Linked DNA regions of Hordeum vulgare: region 2 is linked to region 1. The links are chromatin contacts, called in public Hi-C maps. All regions are on one chromosome and are shown on one strand. The core of a region is the stretch at or near the end of the contact, and the rest is flanking DNA. Distances in the headings are between cores, read along the strand shown. Region 1 holds the start of LOC123429816 (beta-hexosaminidase 2-like). Region 2 holds the start of LOC123429817 (ethylene-responsive transcription factor ERN1).

The links. A called contact is a pair of places that touch in the nucleus more often than the background predicts.
Region 2: a contact with region 1 is called in a Hi-C map of leaf, with 5 times the contacts expected there. The contact joins the promoter of LOC123429817 here to the promoter of LOC123429816 in region 1. A contact is called at or near these places in 2 of 6 Hi-C or Micro-C datasets (leaf and seedling).

The regions. Positions count from the first base shown.
Region 1 is chr2H:145,976,597-145,983,376 of MorexV3_pseudomolecules_assembly, forward strand. LOC123429816 (beta-hexosaminidase 2-like) reads left to right here and starts at 4,121. Exons shown (of 2, transcript XM_045113801.1): 1 at 4,121-4,991; 2 at 5,111-6,280. The coding sequence starts at 4,184. The coding sequence ends at 6,054.
Region 2 is chr2H:146,334,244-146,341,023 of MorexV3_pseudomolecules_assembly, forward strand. It overlaps LOC123429817 (ethylene-responsive transcription factor ERN1), which reads left to right and starts at 4,411. Exons shown (of 1, transcript XM_045113802.1): 1 at 4,411-6,017. The coding sequence starts at 4,714. The coding sequence ends at 5,619.

The DNA of each region.
Region 1 (6,780 bases), core at 2,871-5,370:
CCCCCGCCGCAGTCCCATCCCTCGCCACGCGCCGCCGCAGCCGTCCCCCGCCGGGCCCTGCCGCAGCCGGCCCATGCCCCGTGTTGTTGCGCACCGCCCCCGCCCGCTGCAGCCGGCACCCATCGCGGCGCCGCCAACGCCCCTTCGCCGTGCGCCTTCCCCACCCGTGCAAATCAAGCGGTGGTTGACGCGTTGAGGGAGACAGAGGCGGCGGCGCAGCGGAAGCGGAGAGGCGGGGGGCTACGGCTGCTGGACATCACAGAGGGGAGAGAAAGACATCCGCCGCGCGCGCCTGTCCCCGGAACACGAACACCAAAGCCAGCGTCGGCGTTGCCGCGTGGCGTCAAGGCGGTGCTGGTGACCTCTAGCCAGCTCCACAACCTCGACCCGCAGCTCCATGTGCCGCCGCTCCTCCTTGCCAACACCCTCATCGCCGCCATCGCCCGTGCCGCCCTCCCGCGCCTCGACATCCCGCTCCTCCGCCACATCGTGCGCCGCGTCCACCCCTTCCGCCCCGACGCCTTCACCTTCCCGCCGCTCATCCATGCGGCGTCGGCGCACGCCTCCGAGGCGAAGCTCCACGCATGTGCGCTCCGCGCGGAATGGACTTGCCAACGAGGCAATTGAGGCATATAGTCGTATGCAGAAGCATGAGGGTCTGAAGCTCGGGTACTTTCTTTCACAGGCAGCATCAATGGCTCATAGATACGATGATGGTTCTTGATTTTCCCAATCAATCCATCGCCCAGGTCGGCGGCGGGACGATGAACCCCCTCACCTTCCTCCGGGTGATGGGACCCGAGCCGTGGAACGTCACGTGAGTACCCTGCATATTATCCATCCAAGTTCAACCAATGCACATTTGCAAATGCAGTACAATTCAGAACAACGAGTTACTGAATAGTACGTACTTGATGCTTGTAATTGAGACAATGCGTTTGCCCCCATTTCTGACATGCTAACATGACGCTCTCTGTTGAATTGAATGAAGCTATGTGGAGCCGAGCTTGAGGCCCGACGACAGTCGGTACGACGACAACCCCAACAGACTCCGGTGCCACACCCAGTTCCAGGTTACTTCATAACATCATCTTGTTCCACCACACATTTTTATTTTTGCTTGCTCAGGCTCGAACCGATCACTGGTTCCTGGCCATGCTCTTTTGACAAACAACAAGTGATTCTGGAACCTGATCCAGCGAACTTGTAGGATCTCTTCCTGCACAGCCTTTCAGCGTTAGGTATTATCATTACTTCTTCTGAATAACATGGTACTTCGTCATGTTTTAGAGTATGCTCCAAGTTCTCATAGTTGTGAAAGCTTTGCTATATGTATGTGATTGGAGAAATTATATAGCTGATTCATCAACCATGCCCCCCTCCCCCACCAAGAGCACGCGAACATGGCGGCCACGAGATTGATGATGCTCTCCCCTGTCCTCAAACTACACACTGCTCTGACGCAACCATCATGTGAAGAATGTATATGACAGTTCATTCAAACAACCTCCTGGTTGGATAATGCTAATTTGCCATTAGTTAGACAGGTGATTAGGCCTACAAAGGAATGTTTCAACCGATTAAGAAATAATCTGGCATTAATTGGTTATGTGATGCATTCTGATGTGCCAAGGCAAGAGAAAGTGTAAGTTTTACTTTTATAAGGGGTGCGTGCAATTTTAATACTATTACTCTATTTCTTCCTCTCATTTTCTGATGTCTTCTCAGACTTAACTTCTTACTCATACCCAATACACCAACAAAAGGAAGTTGTAGCAATTTAGAAGTCATGACAGTTGCCATGTTTAGTTATTTTCATCCTTTTTATGTGGCAATACGAGATATGTTCCACTGAAAACTAGGTATGTTCATATCAAACCTCTTTCTATGTGAAAAATACTTATGTTCGTATCAGACCTCTTTCTATGTGAAAAATACTAATTTCATATAAGGTTCAGAAGCATTAATGTTTCAATTTGACCTGGAATATGATTGTCTTGAGTGGACAATGCCCTCCTTGTAGCTTTCATTAGGCAATAGGAACTGTTGTAGCAAATAGAAACAACCTACAAATGTGTCATTTTGCAGCAGCTTGCAAGTGAGTGAGGACTTGGGGAGGACCATCACTACCAACCAAGGAGCACCAGCGGAAAGATATCACACTATAGCTTGGTCCCTTTTCCGTGGAGGTTGGTCTGTCCTGTTCTTCAAATCAATTTGGCATGCATGGATTATTAGTTGCGCGGTGTTGTTCTAATCTGATAATCGCGGCCTTCATGCGCGCCTTGTCGGCCTCCGTGCTGGCCTTGGCTGGCTGACCGCATCTTCCCCGTCCTGCCCGGGGCGGGGCGACGATCGACATGCTCTCTTGAGGCGAGGACGAGGCGGCGGCCGCGGCCTTCCTGCACACCTTCTCGCGCCTCAGCCGGCACCATTAGGTCCTGACCCTGCTCCGTGCGGGTGCTCATCGAAGGAGGAGGGCATAACTTCTCAGCAGACAGGTTCATGGTAGACAACACAGTAGCAGCACTCTGACAAGAACCAGCACCAAGAATTTCAGGGCATGAGGAGACAACCCGAGCAATGTCGAATGCCTCCATTTCTATCCGAGTAAAAAAAAATCACTGATTTCTGCGGAAACTTCATGTTTAGAACCCATGGGCACTGGCCAAACAGTTGTAGCAAGCTATCTATCTGAATGCCAAATTTACACAACATACTGACAAGAAGATACAACTTCGTACCAGATTTTCCAAACACAAATCTTGGATGTTCTTTGTTCAGCCTTACCAACATAGGCTTGTTGTTGGAACCCATCATATCAAGAAATTCAAGCATTTTAAGAGTTCGTCTCCAGTTGTGCATGCTCTCATCTGACAAACCCCCTCTGAACCATCCTAGCATAATATCAGAGGTTTTCACCTTATCCAAAACATGCAGAAACTCAGCATAAAATTACCAAACGAGAATGCCTTTTTTTAATAGCGTCAATTGTTATTGTAGTGCAAGTCGTTTGGGCCAAGCCCAAAATTCATAAAATGTTCAAAAAAATATTTATTTTAAAAATATTCCTTTTCAAACAAAATTTGAAAATTCATAAAAACAATACTTCTTAAAAAATATTACAATTTTTATGCATACATCAATTTTTTTTTAAAAAATTAACATTTAATCTTATCATCAACAATTATTAAAAATCCATATAAAAAATGATGCACAATAACACATGAAGCAAGTTTCGCAAAAAACAATAAAAAACTATTATTCAAAAAGTATTTATGGAAATTATGTTGTAGACACAAATGTCATTTCCAATCAAAAAAATTATTATCACAGAATAAAAAGATCCTTTTAAAAAAATAACAATTTGTCTTTTACAACAAATTAGAAATTTAACTATTATAAAAAAATTCATCCAGTTTTTATGTAAGTAGTACCTAAACATTTAACATTATTATACATATTTATTTTAATTAACGCCGCATAATAACACAACAAGCAGATTATATTTTTTTCTTGCCCGGTACAACGCACGGGCATTTGAACTAGTTAATAAAAAGTAGAACAGGAAGGAGCCCTTTTATATAAAGAAAACATCGTCCGTGAAGTACTTCCGCTAAAAAAAGCCAACCCTGGTTCGTCTGCCACCATATGGCTCATGCGTAATGCGCTCGAGCGCTACTGCACCAGCGACACCATTAAAATAAACCGACGTGTTACCGTGTTTACCTAGGATCTTACAATACAATCAGCAGGCCGTACACTGTCTGATTACGTCCGCCTTGTAGGAGTACAACAGTAATAAACTATTACTGCCGTTACAGCCGTTCCACTACATCTTTTGGGCCAAAGGAACCCAATAGAAAACGTGTACTTATCGCAGGCTGCCCGGCATACATAAACCAGAACGCCGGCATCGTAGATACAGTATGAGATAAAACGCCACGAAACCGTAGTTTTCAGAAATGGACGAACGGTAGAGCCAAGGCGCCCTGAAAAAGCCACTTGGAGCCTTGCGATAAGCGCGCGTAGATGACAACAACACGCCGAGCGATGCCGTTAATCACATAGCTAAGCTATGCCTTATATAAATCGAATGACACATAGATGCATACACCCATCCATCAAGCCATCTGCCAATCATACGCTGCAGCGGCACAGAGCAGCTCGAGCCAAACCACAAATGGCGGCGAAGAAGGGCCTTCTCGCCGCCGTCCTGCTCCTGTCCTTGCTGAGCTCGCCGCTGCCGTCCCGCGCCCAGGCATCGTCGTCGTTCCCCGTCAATGTCTGGCCCAAGCCGACGTCCATGTCCTGGGCGGAGCCCCTCGCCGCCATGCCGGTGTCCGCGTCGTTCCGCATCCTCGGGACGTCCGGGAACAACCCATACCTCGTCTCCGCCGCGCAGCGCTACACCGCGCTGCTCTTCGCCGAGAGGTACAGGCCCATCGTCCGGCCGGCGGTCAATGTCACCGCCGGGGGCCCCCCGCTCCAGAGCCTGTCCGTGTCCGTGTCCGACCTGTCCGCCCCGCTCCAGGACGGCGTGGACGAGTCCTACGCGCTGGAGATCCTCCCCACGGGCGTGGCCACCGTCACGGCGGCCACGGTGTGGGGCGCCATGCACGGGCTGGAGTCGTTCTCGCAGCTCGCGTGGAGGGGCCGGCAAGGGGAGCTGCTGGTGGCCGCCGGCGTGCGCGTGGAGGACAAGCCTTTGTACCAGCACCGTGGCCTGATGCTCGACACCGGGAGGACCTACTTCCCCGTCGTGGACATCCTGCGGACGATCGACACCATGGCGGCCAACAAGATGAACGTGTTCCACTGGCACATCACGGACTCGCAGTCGTTCCCCATCGAGCTGCCGTCCGAGCCAATGCTCGCGGAGATGGGAGCGTACGGTGAGGACATGAGGTACACCGTCGAGGACGTCAAGCGCATCGTCGAGTTCGCCATGAGCCGCGGCGTCCGCGTCGTGCCGGAGATAGACGCACCGGGTAATTTATAAGCACGCTATTCGGCCCTTTAAGCAATATTGTGCTGACACGGCCCAGTTTCTAAGGTAATACGGCCCAGTTGATGAAGGGGCTAATCTAATCTCTTGTGGTCATTTCAGGCCACACGGCGTCGTGGGCCGGCGCTTACCCAGAGGCGGTGTCGTGCGCGGGCAAGTTCTGGCTGCCGGACGCGAGCGACTGGGGCAGCAGGCTGGCGGCGGAGCCGGGGTCCGGCCAGCTGAACCCGCTGGAGCCCAAGACGTACGAGGTCATGTCCAACATCATCAACGACATCACCTCCATGTTCCCGGACGGCTTCTACCACGCCGGCGCCGACGAGGTCACGCCGGGATGCTGGAAGACGGACCCGTCGATCCAGGCGGACATGGAGAAGGGCGGCACCCTGAGCCAGCTCCTGGAGCGGTACGTCCGCGCGGTGCACCCGCACGTGGTGTCCAAGAACCGGACGGTGGTGTTCTGGGAGGACGTGCTGCTGGACGTGGAGGTGAACGTGAGCGCGTCGGCGATCCCGCCGGCGACGACCGTCCTGCAGACCTGGAACAACGGGGCCAACAACACCAAGCTGATCGTGCAGGCCGGGTACCGCGCCATCGTCTCCTCGGCCTCCTTCTACTACCTCGACTGCGGCCACGGCGACTTCGTGGGGAACAACAGCGAGTACGACGACCCCAGGAGCGACTTCGACACCAAGGGGGGCTCCTGGTGCGGGCCGTTCAAGACGTGGCAGCGGGTGTACGACTACGACATCGCGTACGGGCTGACGGCGGAGGAGGGCAAGCTGGTCATCGGCGGCGAGGTGGCGCTGTGGACGGAGCAGGCCGACTCGACGGTCCTGGACGCAAGGATCTGGCCGCGGGCGTCGGCCATGGGGGAGGCGCTGTGGTCAGGCAACCGCGACGCGTCCGGCAGGAAGCGGTACGCGGAGGCCACGGACAGGCTCAACGACTGGCGGCACCGCATGGTGGGCAGAGGGATCCGCGCCGAGCCCATCCAGCCGCTCTGGTGCCGGACCCGCCCGGGAATGTGCGACCTGGTTCGGTAAGGACCCGACAAGAAGCGGCGCGCGTGTACGCGGCCGTTGCGTGTGCCAACTCTCAGCATTACCCACCTTTTCATATCATATCAAACGTGTTTCCTTTCCTTTTTGTTGTGTGATTGTGCGGAGAATACTACCGGCAGTGCCATTTTTTGTCGATTTGTTCTTTGTTTGTAAATGTGAAGTGGACGGCATGTTATATTATCCAATGCGCAGTTGTGCCTTCTTCAAAGCCGGCCTTTTCATTGGACCCATTCGCCAAATGAGTTGCTTCTAGTACTGGCGATTGATTTCATTAAAGTAATGCCTAGTTGTTTCTGTCAATCAACTTCTGCTTTTTCCTCCGGAAGTTTCTTCATTATCGCTTAATTGCTTATTTCGCGATATCACATGGACAGTAGAGCTTTTTATTTTAGGAGTTTTTCCTAGTTGGTAATTTGATTCATATAGAATTCTTCTCTAAGATTTTTTTTTTGTACTATCTCTCATAGTATTTGTAGCATCCACTCAAACATTTTTGAAAGAATTCTTTATTTTTCTACTATGATGTAATCAAAGAACCCAAAATCATGTGGTATTGGGATGAACGTGATATTTCGATCCCATGTTTTTCTATTGCCGTATTTTTAGAATCCTACACATAAAAAAGGTACTTGTAATTGTTTAAATATAGTACGAGCTATAGGCCCATATGATGATTTTTGAAATCTCTCCACGTCCATGTGGGAAAAT
Region 2 (6,780 bases), core at 3,161-5,660, 360 kb after region 1:
TCCGACGAACTATTACATGATCAAACTCATCCAATCTCTCACATTCCTTCACCTACAGCAGGGAATTACTCACACATGATGGGAGAAGCCATGGAAGGATGATGGAGTGGTGATGGTGATGACGATGGCGACGGTTTCCCCTCACCGGAGGCCAAAACAGCCTCCGGATTAGCTCTCTCGAAGAAGAACCGAGGGTGGCGGCGGCTCCGCATCGAGAACTTGCAAAACGACTTCTCTTCTGGAATTTCCTTGTCACGGGTAAAAATAGGAGCCAAAGTAGGGCACCAGAGGGGGTGGGCACCACCCAGGCGGCCTCCCGGCGCGGCCAGGGGGCAGGTCGAGCCAGCTGGTCGCCTGGGGGGCCTATGGCTCCCCTCTAGCCCATCTTCTGGCCCATGGTCCCTCCGGGTGCATGGATTTTCTCTATTTTTCATGGGAATTTTCCGAGACGTCTAAATATCCATTTTCCTGCACACAAGAAAACAATACAGACAGCTCTGCTGAAAACAGCGTCAATCCGGGTTAGTTTCGTTCAAATCATGCAAGAATGAGGCCAAAACAATAGCAAAGGTGTTTGGAAAGGTCGATACATTTGAGACTTATCAACTCCCCCAAGCGTAGCATATTACTTGTCCTCGGGAAATTGAGTTTAACGAACTGAACGCGACAAATAAAACTTTGGCAAACTCTTTTGCTTCTTCAGATGTATATAAGCATGCACTACGAACAAGTCCCACGAGTATTGCAGTAATGCTATAAAAACAATACACGAAGCAATCCTTCGATCATGTGAAGAGTTTCAAACAACTGAGAAAGAATAATATGTAACTGAAAATCATAACGAGATCACAATGCACATGATTTGGATATACTAGAGTGGTATCTCGCTAGCCCGCATGAGTGAAGCAAAACATAAATGCAAACGCTCCTTCGGAGTATTAAAGGAGACTAGAAATAAATATTTCAGAATAAGCAATATCACAATCATGCAGAAGACAATGCGGTGCTTTGGGACAATGCACATTACACTGAGAATGACAATTATGCTCTCTATAGTTGGTGCTTTTTATATCACAATCATGGAGATGACTCAACAGAAAAGTAAAATAGATAGACCATTCGCAGAGGAAAGCATTGATTTGGAGAGGTGCCAGAGCTTGAGCTTTAAAACAGAGATAAATTTAAATTTTGGTCGGTATGCCATATCTTTGCATAGTTCGTCGAGTTTCATCATAAGATGCGTGATTGAGATACTCACATGCAACTGCAAAATGATTTGATTGAGCATATTATGAATTCGTGTCGATAATCAGTAGATGTATCGACAACCTTTTCTTTTAAATGTATCTACTGTGAGATATTTTTGTAATTCTTGAACTATGCAATATTTTATATTGAACATCTATTAATATAGAAATAAATTTTATTTTATGTAATTTTATCAAAGCAATCAAAAAATAACCTCAAGCGTGCCGGGCGGACGAAAAATGAGTAGGCGCGTTGGACGCACGACCGACCCATTTACAAAAAAGGACGGACGAGCCGACACAAACGAACAAAACACGGATAAAACGTGTGTCCGTTTAGATCGTGCGGTTGAAGTTGCTCTTATAAGCCATTGCAGATGTTTTCCTGCTAGAACATGGAGCACGAAAAAAATTATGAAAGGCGATGACAGCTTGTGTGATCATGCATAATATGATCGTAGAGGATGAGTGTCGAGAACATCTTTGTGATCAAGGGTTGAGTTTCAGAATGACAATATTGTGCCTCAGCACGGAGGAGATGCAACGTTTGCACAATTCGTCGAGTTTCGTCATAAGATGCGTGATTGGAATACTCATATGCAGCTGTAAAATGATTTGGTTGAGCATATGTGGATTCATGTAGTAGATGTTTCGATAACCTTTTCTTTTAAATGTATCGACTATGAAATGTTTTTGTAATTCTTGAACTATGCAATGTTTTGTATTGAACATCTATTAATCTATAAATAAATTTTATTTTATGTAATATTTCTCAAAACGATAAAAAGTGAGTGCAAGCCTGCCGCGCGGATGAAAAATGGATCGACGGTTAGGTGCATGACCGATCCATTTAAAAAAAGACGAACGAACCGACTCAAACAAACAAAACGCAGACAAAGCATGCATCCGTTTAGATCGCGCGGTTAGAGTTGCTCTTATGAGCCATTGGAGATGTTTTCCTTACTGATGCACCATGATAGACAGTTTGGGGGAGCCTGCCGCGTGACAAGTGTATGATGTTCCACATGTCTCCAAGGAGACGCCATCATCCAAAAACAGAACCAGCCACGGACACGCCCACCTCATCCAGTCGAGAGGAAAGACCTAGCAGATGGCGAAGATGTCAAGCCACTCCGATGCATAAAACAAAAGCCAGGCGGCGCGGTTGCTGAAAAGTTGTTTTTCAGCCGCTTGTACAGACGCCCGCCACTATCATCATTGCCTCGAAGCCCGCCAAATGGCAGGCTCTCGACCCGGTCTCTGGAGCGTTTTGACTAGTACATAACCACGGATTAAGGACGAACCGGTCTAATCAGCGGCCCGAAAGTTTACGGTTAGGCTGGCTGACGCATGCATGCTGGTGAAGACCTACTAGTAGTAAATCGCCAGGAGATGTAGACCCCTTGACTCTTCCATCCTGGCTAATTAAGGTGGGAACATGTTGTGATGGCAGTCACATTAGGCATCTTGCTTGCTTAATTAGTTGCCGGCTTGTTGAGTCAGTACTCAGTAGTCGGTGCCATGTTGGTGAGGAACCGGTAAAATCCCTATGAGGGTTAGACCCCTTGACTCAATTAGTCATGTGGGAGGATGTTCTTGGTAAAGATTGCCATGGATTATTTTTTACTTGTTTGTATTCATGTACAGACTTTACTGAAGAAAGTGGGAAATGACATACATTCTACTCCCTCCATAAAAAAATATACTCCCTCCGTTCCTAAATATAAGTCTTTAAGATATTTTACTAGGAGTCTACATACGAAGCAAAATGAATGAATCTACAATCTAAAATATGTCTATATACATCCGTATGTAGTCCATTAGTGAAAATTCTAAAAAGACTTATATTTATAAACGGAGTGAGTAAGAGGGTATTTCTTTCTTTATGGAGGGAGTACTGTCTAAACTCCAAGTGAAATGAAATTACTCGCTGTGGTACAATTAGTATTAAACTAATTTGAGTATTGGGGTCAATTATTTAAATATAAAGGGCAAGTACACGTACCATTAACCGAACAAGTATTTTAAGAACCAAAATTCACAGAAAATACAAGAGGTCGTTTATAGTGGTGGTGCACTAACTTTGTCTTGAAAGGTGTGGTCATACACCGCGGCCACCAATCTCTCAACCTAGTGATTCCACAACAAGAGGACGTGACTAAAATGGACGTGGCTAAGGTCTTGTTTGAAACCATTCAGATTATATAATTCAATTTGTATAATCTATTATGTCTTCAAACAGGACAAATCATAATATAGATTATAAAAAACTAGATGAACAGATTATTAAAAACTCATAATCTATTTTATCCCAGCTAAAATTAGATTATGGATTGCTAATGATCCATTACTATTGTAAAGTTGAAGATAATTACATTTCTACCACCGCCACCCTCCTCTTTAGAAAAAAACAAAGATCAGACAGGTCATTAAGCAATGTAAAATCTGGATTACAGTTTATATAATTTAGCCTCCAAGCATGTCCACCTAAATTATTTTTATAAACCAGATTATATAATCTATCTTCGTAATCCAGACTATCATAATCTATTATTGTTCCAAACAGAACCTAAGTCTAAGTCGCTTGAAAAAAAAACATTGAGTCAGTCGATTTGTTATGAGCCGTCGGATGCAAGATGAATGGCCAGATCGATTTCTTAAGCTTCCCGCCCTCTTGTTCATCCCCGAAACCTTCCCATGTACCACCGGCCCAATCGCATGCCTCCGTCGCCCGCGGCCGATGATGCGCCATCCTCGCTGCAACGGCCTTCACATTCATCGCCGCCTACCGTCGTGCACATGTGGTCTTGGCCATCCCTTTAAATTGGCGACCACAAGTTCTTTTGGATGAGCCCGCACCCGTCAATCTTCGGACTCACCTCCGCCGTCTCATTGCCGGCTGAGGCTCGTTCCTGTCCAAGGCCTTGCCGGCGTCTCCGGTCCTCGCTTTGCTCGAACTGGCGCCGTCGTCTATAGCCTCGGCGCTCCACGCGACATTCCCCCTAAAAAAAGATTGATCCTTCCCGCAAAAATAAAATAAAATACAACTGATCCAAATTTGAATCCATGCGAGTGACGTGCAGCTAAACTGAAGTAAAATACAGAAAGAGAAACCACTGCATTTGCTACTTTCCTTGCTGACAATATATGGAACAAACCAAACCGAAGAGACAAACAAACATGACATCCCAAGGCAGAGTAGAGTAACATAATAACATACATATGCCACGATCAATAACTCCACTTTGACCATGATTGACTGACCAGCCCTGAAAGTAACCCCACACGAGAGGGCAGGATCACTGCCCATACATTCCTCCTACTCCTATCTGAAAATTTCAAACCGTTCCCAAAGCCCCTATAAATCCTCCCATTTGCCAAGCAACCAGGGCAAACACTCTGCAGACAGACACCTGTCTCCTGTCCTCCTCTCACACCTCCTCCAACTTCCACTTAAGCCAGAGACATGGAGCTCCACTTCCAGGTGCAGCCGGCGGTGCTCCAGCTGCAGGACTACTGTTACTACTACCAGCATCAGCAGCAGGAGGCCGCCGCCGTGCAGGCCAAGCCCACCAAGCCGCGGGGCCGGAAGAAGGGCAGCACCAGCCACAGCAAGTTCGTCGGCGTCCGGCAGCGCCCGTCGGGCCGCTGGGTGGCCGAGATCAAGGACACCACGCAGAAGATCCGCATGTGGCTCGGCACCTTCGAGACCGCCGACGCCGCCGCGCGCGCCTACGACGAGGCCGCCCGCCTCCTCCGCGGCGCCGAGGCGCGCACCAACTTCGCCCCGCGCATCTCCCCGGACTGCCCGCTCGCCGTCCGCATCCGGGGCCTCCTCCACCACAAGAAGCTCAAGAAGGCCAGGCTGCCCGCCGCCTCCGCCAACATCCCCGGCCCCTCCTCCACGCCGGCCGCTCCCGCCACATACGCCCCAAGCAACAGCAACAGCAATAGCAATAGCAACAGCAACAGCAATAGCATGGATGGTGGCGCTTGTGGGGGCGCCAGCAGCAGTAGCAGCAGCAGCGCGGTCAGCTGCGACGGCGCCATGAAGCAAGGCGGCGGGGAGGTGTACAGGCCGGACTTTGCCCCCGTCGCCGGTGCCGAGGAGCTGGAGTCTTGGATGTTCGAGTCGTCGTTCGGCCAGTTCCCGGCGCTGGACGGGTTCGCCGCCGTCGATGCCTGCACGCTACCAGCCGCGTCTCCGGAGGAGACCAGCGCGTCCGGGATGGTGGAGTTCGAGCGGATGAAGGTTGAGCGGCGGATCTCGGCGTCCCTGTACGCCATGAACGGCCTGCAGGAGTACTTCGACAAGGTGTTCGAGGCGTCCGCCGGCGACCCGCTGTGGGATCTCTCGCCGCTCTGCCAGTAGCCTGGCTTCTTCGCTCTTCACCCCGTCGTCGTTCTTGCTCTTTTGCCTCCTGGGTGTTGGGGGAAATGGCCCCGGATGTATGTGTGTATGCATGTCAACTTGGTTTTTGGTGTCGCCAGGCAGTGCAGTGTAAAGAGGAAGGGGGTAGTGTTCTAGATTTCAAATATGTTCTCCATTCGATGCATTTTTGTGTGCAAAATGCTCCAAATTTGTCGTGTGGTTTAGCAGACCACTCTGAATTTCATGACGTAGCTAGTTCAGCCATGGTGTAGTTTCAGTTCTCGAGATTTGTTCAGCCATGGTGTAGTTTCAGTTCTCGAGATTTGTTCAGCCATGGTGTAGTTTCAGTTCTCGAGATTTGTTCAGCCATAGATGAGAGAACGGCATGTTTTGCTACAGTTTTCTGCTAGTGTCAATGTGGTTGTCCATCAGATGGCTGTGTTGCTTGCCGGAAACCTCGAGCAATGGCTCGTTGCTGCAATGGATGACGAATCCTCGTGTTGTCGGTGTCTGATCAAATGAGGCGAGCTGAAATACCGCAAGATTTCCTTCCTGCATTTGCCATTCATCAATCAGTTAGTTGAAATTGTAAAGGTTTTGAATAGAAAATTAACAAGCAATCGCCTGTTCATTGGTTCTTGGTTCCATATGGTTGGCTAACGATGTTAACCACTGGCTGAACCCCCCAACCTCCAATGGTCTGTCACATCCACAGAGCCACTAGCATTAGTATGGAAGGGAAAACGAGCACGCCCGTCCAAAACCCAACTTATCGGAGTCACTGGTTCAGTAACAGCTGGAGGGCGTTGAGCTCCACAACAGCAAAAATACTGTCAGTTTCCACTCTCAGCATTGCTGCTACTGACACAAACAAACACACATATCAGGACAAGAAGAAAGTAATTTAAGTTCGGTAGGTGGCAGCGTAGTCCGTTGCGGCAACAATTCACTAGCAATTCTTCCTTAGATAATGGAACAAGCCACACTCAACTCCGGGGCAAGTTCAGTGCACTCCGGAACGAGGGCAGCAGCTGCGGTTGAGTGAGAGAGTGGTGCTGTGTGCTCAGCTAACTTGTAAGTACGTAATCTGTAGAATTATAAGCTTGATCATGTTCTGAGTTGGAAGCGATGGCGTTGGGAGGTCGAGATAGATGGGCAGTG